4 separate regions of the Mus musculus genome follow, and regions 1, 2 and 3 are each linked to region 4. Evidence: chromatin contacts called from public HiChIP or PLAC-seq and promoter capture Hi-C data. All regions are on one chromosome and are shown on one strand. The core of a region is the stretch at or near the end of the contact, and the rest is flanking DNA. Distances in the headings are between cores, read along the strand shown. Region 1 has its middle 27 kb from the start of 1700016C15Rik. Region 2 overlaps Sdccag8 (serologically defined colon cancer antigen 8). Region 3 overlaps Sdccag8 (serologically defined colon cancer antigen 8). Region 4 overlaps Gm36904 (a long non-coding RNA gene).

What was found. HiChIP or PLAC-seq counts read pairs in DNA pulled down with a chosen protein or histone mark. Capture Hi-C pulls out chosen DNA fragments and counts their contacts.
Region 1: a contact with region 4 is called in an H3K4me3 HiChIP or PLAC-seq map of bone marrow-derived macrophages, with 6 times the contacts expected there. The contact joins two enhancer-like sites. A contact is called at or near these places in 3 of 484 Hi-C or Micro-C datasets (bone marrow-derived macrophages, cerebellar granule neurons and nephron progenitors), 8 of 115 datasets of contacts at active chromatin or transcription factors (astrocytes, bone marrow-derived macrophages, embryonic basal ganglia and 5 more) and 1 of 9 other capture datasets (embryonic stem cells).
Region 2: a contact with region 4 is called in a BATF HiChIP or PLAC-seq map of CD8 T cells, with 5 read pairs. The contact joins two enhancer-like sites. A contact is called at or near these places in 2 of 115 datasets of contacts at active chromatin or transcription factors (CD8 T cells and bone marrow-derived macrophages).
Region 3: a promoter capture Hi-C map of adipose tissue shows a contact between it and region 4. The contact joins two enhancer-like sites. A contact is called at or near these places in 2 of 484 Hi-C or Micro-C datasets (embryonic stem cells and palatal mesenchyme), 1 of 115 datasets of contacts at active chromatin or transcription factors (astrocytes) and 1 of 9 other capture datasets (adipose tissue).

What each region holds. Positions count from the first base shown.
Region 1 is chr1:177,700,909-177,705,198 of GRCm38.p6, forward strand. No RefSeq gene overlaps it. Among named protein-coding and RNA genes, the nearest start is that of 1700016C15Rik, 27 kb to the right of the region's middle. Within about 2 kb of position 1,688, at least 191 of the 459 cell types and tissues checked have an H3K27ac peak or open chromatin away from gene starts, as enhancers often do. A contact at or near this core is called in astrocytes, bone marrow-derived macrophages and pancreatic cancer cells, where this site is marked.
Region 2 is chr1:176,943,909-176,948,289 of GRCm38.p6, forward strand. It overlaps Sdccag8 (serologically defined colon cancer antigen 8), which reads left to right. Exons shown (of 18, transcript NM_029756.3): 14 at 2,200-2,327; 15 at 4,373-4,381. Among named protein-coding and RNA genes, the nearest start is that of Gm15423, 5.1 kb to the left of the region's middle. Within about 2 kb of position 2,598, at least 65 of the 459 cell types and tissues checked have an H3K27ac peak or open chromatin away from gene starts, as enhancers often do. A contact at or near this core is called in CD8 T cells, where this site is marked.
Region 3 is chr1:176,994,163-176,998,894 of GRCm38.p6, forward strand. All of the region lies in intron 16 of Sdccag8 (serologically defined colon cancer antigen 8), which reads left to right. Among named protein-coding and RNA genes, the nearest start is that of Gm15423, 56 kb to the left of the region's middle. Within about 2 kb of position 2,694, at least 101 of the 459 cell types and tissues checked have an H3K27ac peak or open chromatin away from gene starts, as enhancers often do. A contact at or near this core is called in adipose tissue, where this site is marked.
Region 4 is chr1:177,337,340-177,341,574 of GRCm38.p6, forward strand. All of the region lies in intron 6 of Gm36904 (a long non-coding RNA gene), which reads left to right. Among named protein-coding and RNA genes, the nearest start is that of Gm36904, 82 kb to the left of the region's middle. Within about 2 kb of position 1,587, at least 202 of the 459 cell types and tissues checked have an H3K27ac peak or open chromatin away from gene starts, as enhancers often do. A contact at or near this core is called in CD8 T cells, adipose tissue, astrocytes and 2 more, where this site is marked.

The sequences.
Region 1 (4,290 bases), core at 438-2,937, 360 kb after region 4:
GTATCTGCCGGTGGTGACTGATCTAGTGCCATGAGAGGTCCATTGATCCCTCTTGACCTATCACCTCAGAAGGGAACCCCAGGGTAGACGAGAGCATGGGGAAAGAACATGTCTCAGGACTCTGGGGTCTGTTGAAGCCTCCAGTCCCTGAGAATGGAGACTTTTAGCATGGGGACTGGAGGACAAAACACTGGAGTTTGGGTCCCAGAGTCCACCTGTAACCCTAGTGCTCAGGAGGTCGTCGAGACTCACACAACAGAGGTGCTAGGAACCAAACTCTAAGAGCAGCAGGAAACCTTAACTGCTGAGCCACCTCTACAGCTCCTGCTACTTCTTTTATATAGATATAGACAATAAAGCTGTTTTCTATACAGTTACTCAAATAAGGATGTTAAGGTAGCAATAAACCATGCTTAAGGCTGAGAACCTATGACCTTAGTATGACGTTTCTCCTTTCCCAGAGGTTTCCTGAGAATCTCACAAACCAGTAACTTTTGCTAACAGTGAGAGCATCTTCATTTTCCATGCAAGCCTGGGACTCAGGGTGTCACCCTGTCAGCTGTAATCTTGTTCATGTCCTCCAGGAACTCACTACCCACCAAAACTCTGGATATGGCCGTTGTAAAGTAAAACTGAGCTCCATTTATCTATCTATCTATCTATCTATCTATCTATCTATCTATCTATCTATCTATTTACACTCCAGCTTTTATCCCCCCCACCCCCGAGCGCCCTCTTGAGACACTCACATTCCAGTGGGCCATATACTTTCCTCCTCTTATAAACCCCAGCTCGGAGACATATCTGCTCTGCATGAAATCTTTTTTACAGCGAAATCAATAGTACTGCCTCACCTGTGTGCAGAGCTCTGAAAAGAACTCCGGAGGCCTGGCGGCAGGACGTGGTGGCTCACTCCTCAAATCCCAGCCCTCAGGAGGCAGAAGCAGGAGATGACTGTAAATTCAAGGCCCGCCTGGTATACACAGAAAGCTTCAAGTCAGTCAAGGCTCTACAGTGAGGCTCTGTGTGAAAAAGAACACCATGGCTGCTGCAAGCAACAACATAGACATATACATGCCTCCTGTTCCCTAACCACTGATGACATCACCACCTCAGGCCTGTCACACAGGGACCCAAATTTAGACATGAGCTTTGGAGGGGACATCCTTATGTGGGCAGCATCGGAATCATGAGGGCATATGATATACAGTATACAGGGGTGTGACATGAGACAGGACTGAATACCCCAGCTTAGGGATGGAGACAGGGGACCGGCTGCTCATCTTAGCCTACACATTGAGACATTACTCTTAGAAATAGGAAAAAGGGGCAGGGTGAATAAGTAATTGTTGCAAGTAATAAGAAAGCTATTTCCTAATCTTAAAGTGACAAGTGTTAGGCAAGCCCAGTTTTACTAAGGTCTTGAGTTCGTTTGATAGTGAAACTTCCCAAAATGCTAAGGAAGATGGCTACCACATCTTCAGCATGCAGGGGCAGACGACAGCCCAACCGACCCTGTTCCCCCCTTAGTCTGACATCTTGCATGGAGGATAAGACTTTACTAAATCCTCTCCAAGTTCCAAGGGATCCTGTGAGAAGGGGGCTTTCACAGGGTCACACAGAGTTCTATGCTCTGTCCCTGAAGCCATCTAAGAACTGCAATGAGCCACAGTAGCCCCTGTGTGGCAGCCTGGCGTCAGGTCATGATTGAGAGTAAAGTTCTCCTTGCTTCCCTCTGTGGTTTTATACCCTGGGCAATGAACCAAGGGGAGCCCAGGAGCTTCTGCGAGGCGTTGCAGCTCCCACCCGCAGTGGCCCCTCTACAAAGGCCATGTCAGCGACTGATGCCTGCAGGGGCTCCTTCCTCGCCACCACCTCACTTGCTTCCGTTCTTCCCTAAGTCGCTCCATCTCTTCTCTTTCCAACTAGCCTGTCTTCCCACCCTTTGCTGACTCCGAAAAATGTGGGTCTCCACTCGGGCAGCAAACCACAAGAAGCCTCGAGTCTGCCTGGGCACAGAAGAAAGATCTCTTGGAAGAGTCCCTTGAGCACTAGTTTCTCAAATTAACAGGGTGGGAGAGAAACGAATCCGAGCAGCAGTGGCGGCAGAAAATGGGACATTGCTGCCACCTAGAGGCAACCAGCCTCAAATTCAGAAACTCTGGACCAGCCCAAGCTTGCTTGAAAGCCCTCCCTTGGGAGCCAGACAAGTCAGTAATGAAATTTCCAGGACGAGCAGGAGGCATCCCTGTCTCTCATCCAGCCATCGAATCTGTGGCTACAACAGTCTACAACAGACTTGAGAGTCAGTAGCTCTGTAAGGAAAGATGACTCGGAGACAAAGGGATGCATTTGACACAGGGACGAGAGAGAGGAGAGAGAGAGAGAGAGAGAGAGAGAGAGAGAGAGAGAGAGAGAGAGAGAGAGAGAGAGAGAGATTGTCTTGGGATTGTCAGAGCCTGCCCTGCTGGTCTGCACAGGTTTTCCCCTAATGGCCCTGGGATTCACAATACTCCAAGGAGCAAATGAATAGGGAAAATAGAAACCTCTATGAGGATGGCTTTGGCCTTCCTCTGAGTCCCCAGTCACTTCTGCCAGCAGCCGCTAGAGAACAGGATTTAAGTATTCATTGTTGTAATATTACATAATTTGTTTCTCTCTCCTTCCAAAAATGGAGTACGCTGAGCAGTTTTCCCTGAGTCACTGAGTCATGGAAAGTTTACCATTAGTTCTGCTTCCTTCCTAATGACTAACACTTTCTTAAGAAAGTTTTCAAAGATGGATAGATGACTCAGCAGGTGAAGGTGCTTGTGGCACAAGCCTGACTAAGTTCAGTCCCCAGAACCCCCTTAAAGGTGGAAGAATATGACCGCTGGCACACTCTACAGGGCTAAGGAGCAATATGTGTAATACATCTATAAGATTCCAAATGAAAAACACACTGTATTCATGCTATAGATTTCCAAGCCTTCTTGGATAATACCCAGTAAAAGCACAGTACAGCATGCAGATAGAAGATCTCCAGGAGACAGGTGTAAAACCCTACTTTGACACATAGGTGGGTCTTTTTAAACCAGGCCCTTCCTTCAGACTGGGGTTTGATCCCTGCAGACTTGCAGGGCAGCTGCACATTTTCCAGCCTTCTGGACTGTATACATTTCTGATCTTTTCCTCTGGGTCCTGCACATCCTGTCTCCATAGGATGCTGCTTTCTCTGCCTCTCAGAGCCTCAGTAGCAATGCACCCTCTCTTTCTCCTGGGGTTCTCACCCAGAGTACCCAATCATAACCCAGGGGAGTGTTCAGATAGAAAAAAACAAAACAAAACAAAACACCAGGATTCCTATGAGTCGGTGAGAGAGCAAGCTTGGAAACAATTATCACTAAGAAATTTCTTGTGACAGATTCAAGAAACAGGAAGCAGTGGGGTAAAGGGAGAGGTGTTTGACTGGGTCTGTTCTCTGGCAGGAACAGGAGAGGGCAGGGACAGCTTAGGACTGAATAGTGGCAATGGCATCAGCAGGCTCTGGGTTGTATGGGTGATTCCTAGCTGTCCAATTCCTGTGGCCTGGGATGGTTTAGGGCACACTGACCTGATGTGTTAAGGTGTGATAAAGGAGATGGTTCAGGGCTCTGGATTGGCTGATTTAGGCATCAAGGCTGTGCTACCAGGGAGCTTCACTGTCTCTAAACATTAGCTTCCTCTGTACTCTCTGCAGGTTAAAGCTTCAAAGGACAGATCATGGAGAATACAGGGGGGAGGGGACTGAGGAGATGGCTTAGTCAGTAAAGTCCCTGCAACACAAACTTAGAGACCTGAGTTCAGATACCCAGCATCCAAGTAAAAGCCAATCCCCATCCCCCATGTTATAAATCGGGTGTAGCAGTGCAAACCTGTAATCCCAGCTCAGAGAGCAGTGGGAGGCAGGAGGAGCCCTGGAGCGTGGTAGGCAAATCAGTGAACTCTAGGTTCAGTGAGCTCTAAGTTCAGTAAGTGATTCTACAGTGAGAGAGAGAGAGAGAGAGAGAGAGAGAGAGAGAGAGAGAGAGAGTAAGACACTTGCTATTGTACCTCTAGTCTCCATATGCTCACGTGTATGTGGACACACACACACATACTACACACGTGCGCATACAAAATGTACATACACACAGAAAAATGCAAGACATGAAATAGCTCATTAGGACCAAAACCACAAGAGACAGAGACCGAGAGAAAGACAGAGAATTAAAGCCACTAAACCCCTTAAAATTAAGAAAAAAATATATAATCAGCACAGCCCCCACCACT
Region 2 (4,381 bases), core at 1,348-3,847, 390 kb before region 4:
AATAGTTGATTTAGAAGAAACAGGAGAAAAAAGGGTAGAATTTTAAGGTTTGCCCAAGAGGGCTAGTGTGTATCATATAGGGGGTTGGCTGGGTGGGCTGGGGCATTCCAAGAAGAGGAAGAAACATGTGCAGTGATCCTTAGCCAGAAAATACGTGGTGTGAAGGGGGAGGCAAAAGTAGCCTCGTCTGACTATCCATTTGTTGCGATATACTAGTTTGGAACTGAGTGTGAGACAAGACCTTGGAGCACATCCAGGGGGTGTTGTTGTTAGAAGTACCAGAAGGGACCTTATTTCACATTTAGCATGGACCCCTGATGGTTCCATTTGAGTGAGGTGTGGGTGTGTTTTCATTCTGGAGCTTTCCACTACAACACTACCACACGCATTGACCAATCTCAGTACAGGCTTTCCTTATGTTGCCATATAATTAGAAGCCAGTGAATTGAAGTTCCACAGCGGTACATAGACTGGTAGTGATAGCTTTATGAAACTGTTTATTTTTAGTTTGGCAAAGGCTAGGCAGTAAATATCTCAATTAGTAAACTAAAGCAGCATGGATGAGAAATGCCCACAAGGAGATCAGAGTTGGAAATAACTGAGTCCCTTAATTGAAGGAAACCCTCATGTTGCTTCTCATAGAGCTTGAAGAACCCACCCAGCAAGGGTTCAGATGTGGCGTGCAATGTGAGCACAGTGTCAGGGTGACACGGGCCGTGCTCCCCCTCAGCCTCAGCTTGTTAGGAAGTTCCTCTCTGGGTGGGGATGTAGCTGTGTAGGTAAAGTACCTAACCTGCACAAAGCCCTGGGGTGAGTGCCCGGCACTTCTCAACACTGGACATGATAGTGCATGTGTCTAACCCAGCACTTGGGGGTGGGGGTGGGGTAGAGTCAGGAGGATCATAAATCCAAGGTACTCCTCAGCTACGTAGCAAGTTTGAGGCCACCCTCCCTCCCTACAAGGGATCAGTCTCAATAAAATGAAACAACAAAAAGAAGTTCTCTCATAAAGAGAGCCACCAATAGGATGTTGTCCTCATGCTGCAATTCTGTCAGCATGACCCAAAAGGAAATTTCATTATGAATAGATGAGGGAAGTAGCTCCTGTTCACATTGCTGTCCATTCACGGTGTGCAGCCTGGTGTATGAAAGCACTTAATGAAAGCAGGCATGTGGTGCTGGCCTCTCAACAGCCTCTGCCGGTATATTTGAAGTTATATCTTACATCTTGGAAGAAAACCAGAAGTAGTCTACGAGGCTTAGTTTCAAAGCAAAATTTCCCAAGACTAAGAATTAAGTCATGTTCTTCCTAAAATTTCACAGTCTTAGAAAATAGCGACCATCCGGACGGTGAAAGATTGGTGATATTACAAGACAGAAAGAACAGAAAGCATGCATGCTGTGAAGATGCAGTCAGGGCTGGCAAGGGCTCCTCAGGAAAAGGTGTTTGTAAGGTGAAAGTCTAAAGGCTCCAGTCCTGTCCCCAGCCCCACTGGGCTAAAGGAAGAAGACTAGTTCCTGCGAAGTGCATCTGTGATCTTTTCACCTGCACACTGGCATGTGTGAGCGCGCACACACACACACACGCACACACACACACACACGCACGCACACGCACACACGCACACGCACACACATACACATACACACACACGCACACACACACGCACGCACACGCGCACACACGCACACGCACACACACACACGCACACACACACACACACATACACACACATACACACACACACATACACGCACACGCACACACACACACACGCACACACACGCACACACACACGCACACACACACACGCACACACACACACACACACGCACACACACACACACACACACACACACACACGCACACACACACACACACATACACACGCACACGCACACACACACACATGCAAATAAAAATTATCAGGTGATAAAATACAACTGTTTCATTGTTATGATTTTGTTTGAATTTTTAAAACGTCACCCTTGAGTCTGTCTGGACTTGTATGTATGTGCTACACAGTACAGAGAGAGTCCTTTGGATTTTCTCTCTCCTGCAAAATGGGGAGACTACAGAAAGATTAGCTACTGCTGCTTTAGTGTACTACCTGTCTGCAGTCTGTGGTCTGTGGGGGAATGATGGAGGTCTGTGCACCTGCAGATAACGTCTCTGTCTGTCTCCTCTCTGTTTTGCAGACTGGAAAAAGATAGCATTCAGCAAAGCTTTAGCAATGAAGCAAAGGCCCAAGCCCTTCAGGCCCAGCAGAGAGAACAGGAGCTGACACAGAAGATACAGCAAATGGAGACCCAGCACGACAAAACTGGTGGGTGGTAGGGAAAGATTAGAGCCTGGGCACTTGCTCACAAGCCAGGCCCACGCCTTACTGTGAAATGACATCAGGAACACCTGTAACCTTTGGCTGGCCGAAGGGAGCAGATGCTAACTGCACCGGAGATTCCGAATTACATATTAGTTAGCGTTTAAAAGAGAAAATGGGAAGTATTGCCCACTGTCTGTTGACTTGAGAGTGCTGCTCTCACATCTGTTGCACCATCTGGATTATGAGTTTATTTACCTGTGTTCAAGAAACGTAGAGCTGAGAGAGACCACAACAAAGTAGAAAAACAAAGGGCTTGCTTTTGGCTGGGTTTTCAGGCACACATGTTATATAAAGAAAATAGCATCAGAAGCTCTGCGGGAAATGCTCTGAGCTTACAGTTAGAGTCTCCTGAATAGCATTGAACAGTTCCCACAGTACACACATTATAGCTACTCTAAAAGCCTAATGAGTTTGCTTCAGCATCCAAACTGGAGAAAAGCTTTACCCATTAATCGGTTCTTAATTCACTGTCGCAGCTGGATGTAATTCAGTGGCTCCAAATTGATATGTTCCTTTATTTAATCTTTGCAGCTTCGAACATTTTTAGCATTTGTATGATTTCCCCCACCTCCCCCAATGCAGTCGAGAGTGATGCTTAATCCTCTGCATTCGTCAGCTTCTCAGAACTGCTGTTAAAATTCACTAATACAAGGCATTGACCACAGCTGGCAGCTTGGCCCAAAATCGCCATCTTTCATCACGTTGGCACTATTCTGCAGACTGAGTTGGCCAGTAACTCTTTACCTTTAATTTGAAAGTAAAATGCACTTTGAAAATAGGCAGTTTGATGTGTGCAGTCAGGGCGTTATGTAGTTCCTTTCGCTTTTGAGTTGTGTGTTCACAGACAGTGTTAGTCAAAACAAGACAGTGTCAGCCATTATAATTCTACACCACATACTCCACGCTGATTGTACCATTAAAACAAAAGTTTAATTGATCCTGTCTCTTCCACAAAAAATGTTGCTTAATTTTAGAGCCCTGATTTATTTTGCTTTGTTTGCTGTATGCTTCACCCCCCCGAACATTAGTAAAAATTGAAAAGGGAAAATTATTTACAAATGAATTTCACAGGATTTAATGCATATTATATTTAAAGATATGGTTAAAAAATGATTTCATCTATTGGTAACCTGAAGTTCTTTAATGGATTTATTTACTTATAAAGTCAGCTATCCTGATGCCTCATGTATAGAGTTTCTCCTTAGCATTTAGCCAGAAGAAATAAAAAAAATCCAAAAGATTTTGTTGATTTTTTTTTTTTTAAACTAACACAAAGAGGAATTCATCGGGGAAACTGTCCTTGGCTATTGCTGGTAGAATCCTGGACCAAGAGTTTGGGCAGGACCTGAGAGTTGGGAAAGGTTTTGACCGTTAAAATCGTCTTTAAGATCATTTATTTTGCAAATGCACACACAAATCACACCCTCTTTAGTCTCTGGCCAGACTGTTATTGAAACACACACTATGAAAGTATGGTAAGATTTCTAAGGACAGTTGTGTATTCCACCTAATGACTGGAGTGTATACAAGCTCTAAGGGGGTAAAACATGGGCAGATAAGAACCATCAAGCACCAAGTACAGTGTAGCAGAGAATTCCTCGGCTTTAATTTCGAATTATCTGGTTGTGATAATTTTTGACACTGTTTATAGTAAAATTGTCAAAATAAAAATATAATATCTTGCATACTTCAAAGATATAAGCATTTATGACTTCATTTGAGATATTTGACAGTTTATGAGCATGCTAAAATGTTACACAAGCTGATATGATCAAAATTGTTCCTGGTATACAAGTTTATTATGAAAATAAATGTCTCACAAGACTCAGTGTCCCGCCAGATGACAAGTCCTTCACTTAGGACACTGACAGTGATCTGGTGGATGTAGGAAGGGCAGAGTGATCTGAAGCACGTTAGCACCGTGCATGGCAAGAGTTACAGAGCAAAGCCACTTATGTCTCATATTGGTGGGTTATTGTTATTTCTAGAAAGTGAAC
Region 3 (4,732 bases), core at 1,444-3,943, 340 kb before region 4:
TAGACTATTTTCTCCCCTCTCCCCCACCCTCAACTGTTCACGGTTACAGAGAGCCAGGTTTCAGTCATCAGACAGTTGAATAGACTGTCTCACTGGGGGCCAGATTCCAAGGAGACAGCCCATGGACTCACAGGCCAGGAGAGCCAGGATTGCAACAGTGTCAACAGTCTCTGCTCATCACACCAAAAAAGCCCCTTGTGGAGCTGCCTCATTAGCATACAGCCGCTATGCTAGCTAACAAAGCCAGCTCAGGGTCTGTTCCTCTCAGTGTGTCTGTCTTCCTTGACCGAAAAGAAACTACTCAAGCCAGGGAGGAGGCTCGTTGGTAGAAGACTGCATTGAAAGAATCCCACTAGGCCATTCAGAAGTGGTTTTAAAATAATCAATTTTTTGGGAGACAAGACTCTATGTTTTATTTTTCAAATTTTGTTTTAAAATCATCAATAGGTCAAAAAAAGAAAAAAAAAAAAAGAAAATCGCCATGCCCCACAGTTAAAAATGGTGGAGTCCCAAATAATTCCTGGTCATCCCCTTAAAAGCCTTGTTGTGTCAGAGTGAGTAAGAGGAGCCTCCAGCCAGGCAGGGGCACAGTGAGCCTCCTCTCAGGCTGCCTTCCTAGCCCTCTTTTGTTGGGGGATGGAGGGAAGGAGAAAGGCAGAAACAGATGTGCTGCTAGAAGATCTACAGGCTTCTGCCAACCATATGGCATCTTAAAGAAAGATGGTTGGAGCGTCTGGATTAGCAAAGAGTCGGAATGGGGAGCCATGTGTCGCGTTGGTACAGGCAGTTGTTTGAGCTCTCTCTAAATGGCTTCAGGAGATTGTGTAATGGAACAAATGGTCCTGAGAGCAGGGGAGCAGCCTTGCCGCTGCTGGAGAGGCAATTGGCCCTGGGGCGGCGGCTGCTTTCCTCCCTGCCCGCAGCATCAAGTATTCTTTTAATGTTCTTCGAACTCTGAGAATTGACTAGAACTTTTCAACTATTAATTACAAGGCTGGGTTCTCTGGGCTCTAGGCCCCTGTGAACTCTCCTCTCTGCCCCCAATTTGGTAATTAATTAGTCATGTTGCAGCCCTGCTCCCGTGTGCTGTTCCTCTGTCCTCCGCAGGGCTCCAGGCTCAGTCCTACAGTTCTCAGGGCCTTGACAAATGCCTTTTGCAGGAAGGCTGTCTAACTCCCAGGGGCCTGTGTGTCCATCCTGATCCCAGGAGATAGACAAATCTGTGGAGGCCATAGTGAGCACATGAGAGCATACCCTCCCACTGTTGTAGGTCTTCCAGTCTCTACCAGTGAAGTCACTGCACTGTTAGGCCATACCTGCCATTCCCTGGCTCATCTGAGAGCTCAGATGCTATTTTATAGTTCAGAATAAGCATAAACTGAGCGCTGAGACCTAGGGTACTGGCAGTACATGGCCATCGCAAGGCAAGCATTGTGCTCTGTTGCTGAGAAGAGGACTTTGTACATGCAGTAAAATCGCCAGTGGCTGGAAAAGTTAGTTCATAGCTAACTCTGAGGCTCAGATGTGACAAAAGTTGGCTTATAGAAGGTCGAATGGCTGAGAACAACCAAGGAAGCAGTGGGTTGACCTGAGAGAAGCATTCAGCAAATCTTCATTAACCTTTGAGAGCTCTGAGAGTGACTGGTGAGTCAGCTCCTGGCCTTTCTGAGCCCTGTGGGAACAGAGCATACCGAATATTGATGCCTTGCCTATCATGTCTGACCCCAGCTGGACGCCCTCCCCACACACAGAACCAAGGAAAGGGTAGAATTGACATAGTGAGCTGACCACTTGGATCAGCACATAAAGCTATTCACCGTGCAAGCCTGGTGCTCTGAGTTCGATACCCATCAAGGTAGAAGGAGAGAACCAACTCCATAAAGTTGTTTTCTGAATTTTCACATATATTACACACGCATGCATGCATGCATGCATGCAGACAGACAGACACACACACAGACACAGGTGCACACACATATCATACTCATATGTACACATGCACATTAAAATAATAAAAACATGAAAAACCAGAGCCATGTGAGGTGTGTGTCTAGCACAGCTTCCCTCAGAACATGGAACAGCCACAGTGCGTTCTTCTTTGTCTGTTGTAGCAACACACAGCCTCCTGCAGAAAGAAGGTGGAAGCCAGGTCCTGTGTAACTAGGTTGGAGTAGCAGAAAGGCGGTTAGAGATGGCATGTGTCTGCAGACTGGCATGGTTTCTGGCTTTGTTCTTGTTAAATGGGGTCATCTAGAAATCCTGTGGAGATTCTTAACAAGGACATCTTAAATAACTATTGGTGTTTGTGTTGTAAATTGTGCTCTTACACACTTGAGCACGCCAGCTTCTCTCTTTTTTTTCCTCCCCAAGCCCATTTTTTGCTAACACATTGAAGGTTAGGATATTCTTACTCTGTCTTGTGAATTTGGGATTCATTGGGGGCCTGTATCTGTGAAAAGCCTAATTCTGATTGTTATTCGCCAATTAGAAGAAACTGTCAATCGGATCCCATTTTCTTTCCAAGTGTACACAGCCTGGAATTTGTCAGCCTCTGAGTTTCTTGAAACAATGCAATTAAACTGTAACATATTTCCTAACATTCTTAATTAAGACAGTGACTGGAAAATGTAGATTAACAGAAGTTCCTGTTTTTATCAACATATTTTCTGTCTTTCCACCGCCCTCACATGCCCCTCCCCCCAGCGTCTTACTTTCCCTGTCTGATGTCAGTTTCGGCCACGTGTACATTATGAGCATGGCGCTGAAGAAACCAAGTACAAAATTCTCTTTTCATTCCGAGCTGCCCGCCCCGCACCACACGCACTGTCTGTTACATGTCGCTTCTTAGGAGGCTCAGCTGCGAGTTTCTTTCTAAACGCAAAATGTTTCTGAAGGAAGGAGTTCAGGTTGGGCAGATTGTGCTAGAGAAATCTCACTGTCTCTGAGGGGAACTGATACGCTGGCTGATTGTTCTGTGCAGGCTCAAACTGGCGCTGTCTGCAAAGTTCAAGAGTGTCTGGAAACTGAAATATGAGGGCAGCTCAGGAGATCGAGCAGACAAAGCATTTGGAGGGGAATTTCTAAGTAGGGCTTACAAGTGAAACTCTAAAGTGTAACTTTGTAGAGGGGCAAAAATCAAGAATGAAGGCCTGGGCATAAAGCATGCCCACTGGAAATATTTTCAAGGACTCACGGGTACAGTTTTCCAGGGCACATTTGAGGGTTGATCGGAAAACCCGCTGGGGGGGGGGGTCATCCAGCACCTTTTGATTGTCACCTCTTTGAGTGAGTTCTTAAGTCTTGCCAGTTTCAATTAAGTCACAAGAGAAGCTTAATTACTTCATAGAAATTAAAACGAGCGGTAATATTTCTTTGGCCTCTCTATTAGCCAAGATTTTTTTCTCTTTAATTAAAAATTGGGTCGTCCATGATCATCAACAAACAATGATTCACTTATTTGTTTACCAATAAGGAATTAGAATTAAAGACAGCAAATACAAACCCACAGCACCTCTTGCATCGCCGGGAAATCAACCTGTTTTTCACATTGCTTCTCAGGAGAATGAAATTGGGCCGCGAGCATGGAGTTAATGAAGCTTTCACCCATCTCCTCCCTCAACTGCCAGCTCGCTTTAATCCCCTCCTTCTGCCAAAGTCCAGAGGCCCCGGGAGCCCCTGTGGAGCCTCCCTAGCCAGATGCTAGGCACCCAGCCGGCCCCTGCAGGTGCCGGCCCTCTCATGGTGGGCAGGGGGTGCTGGCCAAGCCACCGGTATCCAGAGGCGGAACAGGCGGGCGCGCCCCCGTGGCCCATGCGGAGCCCTGTGGCTGGCTGCACCTGCAGGAGGACAATTGCCCAGCACGGGGTGGCCAGCCGCACTGGAGGCTGTCGCTGTTGTCTGGGCGGGGTGCGGCCTGGGTTCAGAGCAGGCGGTGCAGGATCTAAGTGCACAGCTGCTCCTCTTCTCTGAAAACTAAGACAGAAGCAGTTTGTTGGCAGCATCCAGAGGGAGAAATCAAAGTCTACCTTTGGTTTGGCTGAAAATGATCTCCAAGGGTGAGTTAGTGTATTCTCGGGGTCAGGGAGTACGCATAGTCCCTGACCATTACCTCTCAAAATGGTGCCGGGCAGCCAGTGAGGAGTGGCCGGCCGGGTGAGAAGGCGCCGTGCACGGCCTGTACAGCGGTGTTGCCTTCCTGTCCTGATCTGCTGTCAGGACCCTTGTGTCTCTGCCCACACCAAACAAGGAAATGGCAGGTAGGGGGACATGCTTAGCGATTAGCACAACCCAGAACTTTTGTTTTGAAAATGCAGCTCCTTTGGCCTCTGTCTCCTAGGACTGGGTACAAGGCCCTTTATCTTCTGCCCATCATTCAGTGCAGGGGAGCCTTACAAAATTAGAGCGCAAAGCCCCTAGGCCCCTCTGAGACCATCACGGTCACACTTGGTGGTAGGCGGATTTCTGAGTTCGAGGCCAGCCTGGTCTACAGAGTGAGTTCCAGGACAGCCAGGGCTACACAGAGAAACCCTGTCTCAAAAAAACCAAAAAAAAAAAAAAAAAAAAAAAAAAAAAAAAGGAAAGAAAAGCAAAGCAAAGCAAAGAAAACAAGAAAAAGCCCTGCCCTCTAAGGGTACATTGCCTGCCCTCTTAGGTGCTTCAGGCGGGAACATGCTGCTGCGGAGGATAACCTGAGGTGAGACACTTGGGAAGTTGGTTAACTTACACGTTCTTA
Region 4 (4,235 bases), core at 337-2,836:
CTTCCTTGTACCTTACAGAAGGCATTTCTCCCAGAAGCACTCCAGTGCTGGGGCTAGGTTGGTTCTAGAGGCCAGAGAAGTGCTTGCTTTCAACAGTGTGCAGAGAACACACAGGTTTCCAAGCCAGGGTTGCGCACAGAGTTGAGCATATTCCCCGTACCTTTGCAGAAGGATGTACATGAACACATCCTTATGGAGAATTTTAAAAACTAGTTTGGACCTGAGAAAAATCTCACCGAAATTCCTGTATGGGTCAAAACCCCTGGGGTCGCATATCAGATACTTACATTATGACTCATTACAGTAGTAAAGTTATAGAGGAGCAATGAAGTAATTTTATGGGTAGGGGAGTCACTACAACACAAGGAACTGTCTGAAAGAATTGTAGCATTAGCAAGATTGAGGCCCACTGCTGTATAGCCATGACCTGGGTAAGCAGACAATGAAGAGAGCTGGCACTTCCCCTGCTGTCCTCATACCTAATAAAAACATCATTTTCCTATTCTAGTCTAGGATATTAGCCAGAGACCCAACAGGATGCCTAGTAATTTGTTCCTAAGTTACAAGAAGTGCCTGTGGAATGCAACCTAAATTCAATATGCACCTCACTGAAAAAAAGAATTATAATAAAGGATGGGAAAGGTGAACTTGGAACAGGGGATTTTTCCCATCCTCTGTATAATCCATTATGGAGGCAGAAGTGTCTCTTATCCCAGTTACAATCCAGAAGTGCTTTCTAGGTGGCAAAGTGCTTCCAAACACTGATTTCTACATTGCTGCAAAGCCAACATTAATCACACTAAAGAAACTGGAGCTCAGAGAGAAGAAAGACCTGGGGAGGAGATGGAGCTAGAACTCACCTGAAAACCAGGGGAGTTCCCAAGCACCTGACCTCTAGCCTTGTTTTGCAAAAACAACAGAAACAGGACTCTGGGGACTTTCTCCTTTCAGTGCTGTTTGCTGGAAACCTCTAGGTTGGGCACTTATTCTGGAAATGTGAAGGTCATGGCGGGGCAGATAAACACTAAAATGTCTGCATGTAAACATACATATATGTGTACATATATGCATACGTGTGCAAACACCTGTATGCATACTCTAGTGTTATCAGCAAGAGAGGAATAATTCCGTGTATTTCACACCCGGAATTGTGTGAGATTACAGCAGTTAGTATGTAAATAGGTCTGGCACCTAGAGAAAGTCCCTTACCATTTTTTTTCCTACTGGGAGGCACCCCCACCCCCCATATTACAGACCAATAGTCGTCCCTAGAGTAGGAAATTCTCATTTTCCCCAATTCTACTCATACGAGGGAGTTTTGGACCAATTCCTGGAATCCTGGGCCCTAAGCAAATATGAGCGTGAGCTCACGTTAGTTCTTTCCCCTGGGCGCCCTTAGTGTGGATCCCAAAGAGGTTTTTGTTTGTTTGAGCAGCCCCACTTTCGCTTTTAAAGATCTTGAAGCTGTTTTCGTTGAAGAACTCAGATGGGAGGCGTTGTAGTCGCCTCTGCCTGCCCCAAGGCTCTGGCTGAGCCACTTCCTCCCCCTCATCTGAATGCATCACCACCCTCGGGCAGAGAGTGTGGGAATCGCTGCCCGCTGCTGTGTGGGCCCAGGGCCTCGCTGGAATTCGCCACCCGCCCGGCACTGCCCGGTGCACGATCGAGAGACTTAAGAGTCAGGCTGGTCTCCACGGCGGACCTGGAAAAGGGAGAGGAATTACAAGTGGCTCTGCGCTTGCAGCGAGCACAAAGAGGGGATTATGGTCCTGCTGGTGAAAGGGGGCGAGCGGCTGATAATGCGCCCCTGTGTAACCTCGCTCATTCCTCTCGTGCCTTTGAAGATTTCCGCGGGGCCAGTGCAGGAAAATCACTGGGATCAGGGGACCCGCGTGGAACTGCTCACCCCTCCCGCCTCATCCCCTGAGCTCTCTGCACCCCAGCACCCAGACTGCCCCAAACTCCGATTCAAGGAGAGGATGCTGGGTCCAACCAATGTTTTTTTGTTATTGTTTTTGTTTTGTTTGAGGGTGTGTGTGTTTTTTTTTTTTTTTTTTTTTTTTTTTTTTTTTTTTTTTTTGGTTTTTCGAGACAGGGTTTCTCTGTATAGCCCTAGCTGTCCTGGAACTCACTTTGTAGACCAGGCTGGCCTCGAACTCAGAAATCCACCTGCCTCTGCCTCCCAAGTGCTGGGATTAAAGGCGTGCGCCACCACGCCCGGCGGTGTGTGTTTTTTGAATGCTTGGGTTGACTGGCAGCCATCTGATGCAAAGACCATTCAGTGGTTCTCAACCTCCCTTTAGTCCAGTTCCTCATGTTGTGGTGACCACCCTCAACCATAAGATTGTTTTTGATGCTACATCATAACTGTAGTTTTTCCTACTGTTTGAATCATAATGTAAATAAATATCTGTTTTCCGATGGTCTCAGGCTATTCCCGTGAAAGGGTCTCACAGCTAATTCAGGCTGTTTTCGAGGCTGTTCCTGTAAAAGGTGGAGAACAGAGGCAGGTCCTGTAAATCGCACAGGGATAATGACCTCACTCTGCTGTGACCTTTGTAGGTGACCTGTCTGAAAAAGAAAGCATTTGGCTCTAGGCCTAGTAGGCACACGACCTATATTATTTTACAAGAATGAGTTGAGAAAATAATTTTAAGTAGCACTGGGATTAGAATCTTGGTCTCTGGCTTTCTTTTACACCCAAGCGAGTGAACAGAATGGAAGGCTTGTAATTAGAACTACGTGAACTCCACACCTTCTTTTCTCTTCAGGTCTGGCTGTTGTCCAGGGTCATCTCCAGCTCCTGGGCTCAACGTGTCCTCCGGCCTTTGCCTCCTCTTTCCATTGAACCTCAAGCAGGAGCCACAGCTGAAACATCAGGTCCTTTTGTGCCCCTGTCCCAATATCACCTTTGGCTGGCTACTCAGATATTGAATGAGCTGCTGTTTCTGGGTGGGAGTGGGTGGAAGTGTAAGAAAAGGTGTGTCAACTCTGTGTGAGACACTCAGGCTTTTGCTTGACATTTTCAGTGTCTGAGTAGGGTAGGAGAGTTATAACTTCCTATTTCCTGGCACGTTCCAGCAGGTCCTGAGAGGAGGGCAGAGATGACAGGCTGTGGGCAGCAGGGGAGGAACAAGGAGCAGGCAGGAAAGGGTTGAGGCTAACTTGCTGAGGGCTGGGCAGAGGTCCTGCTCCACAATCCATACCTCGGCTTCAAGCTTATAAACAAAGACAAAGTATTCCTACCTTATGCTAATGTTCCAACTGGGCCCGATTATGTTATTTGCTACAATAAAACCAGTTGGACCCAACAAAAGCCAGGAAGTAATCCTTTAGGTCTGACAAACATGAAACCTATTCTGTAGTGTAGCCAAGAATAAAACATTATTCCGTGGAACCTTCTATCTAATTCATCTTCCCCTCGGGCAACTAGTGAGAAGTCAGCAGAAAACTCAGTTTCATTTCAGCGTGAACTTGAGCGAACACCCATCCCTCTAGTTTGGGCTTCTTCATATGGAAACTGGGGGGGAAATTATCAATCAACCAAAATTGATTAGTCAATCAGGTGTGACATCACATGCCCGCAGTTCCAACAGTCAGGAGGCAGAGGCAAAGGGATTATAGTGAGTTTGAGGCTAGCCTGGGCTACATACTGAGATCCTGTTTCAAAAACAAAACCTTCAAAGATAAAAAAGATTGAACACCTGTAATGTGGCAGTTACAAAGCCGGACACTAGGGATTTAGAATTCAAGAGGAACTTACATTCAAGTGTGGGACATAAATAAGTGAGGGACAAAGAGAATTCTATATAATGGAAGTGTCATGCTAGAAGTTACCAGGCCAACAGAGCGGAAACAACAAGAAGTGGTAACAGTTCTCACACTCATCTATGCTGTATATGCTACCTGCCTGTTACTTAGTATCCATATTGGTTAGCAGATCAGCTGCCGAGATATCCCAGAGCTTGTGTCCAGGTAACCCTAGCAAACTGCTCAGGTGCTGTCTCCCATGCTCCCTCTCCTATTACCACAGGAAGAAGGCTGGGGACAGTGTACTAAGATACTTTTTAGACTGAGAAGTGTTCTCGTAGCTTCTATTACAGAGTGCTATTATAATTGCTCTATTTTGTCATTGTTGCCACATGCTTAACAATAATTTGTCTAAAAATCAGAAGTGTGTTGACATTGTAGCAAATATCGGAAATAATCAACTTAATTAATTGATTAAGTAGATT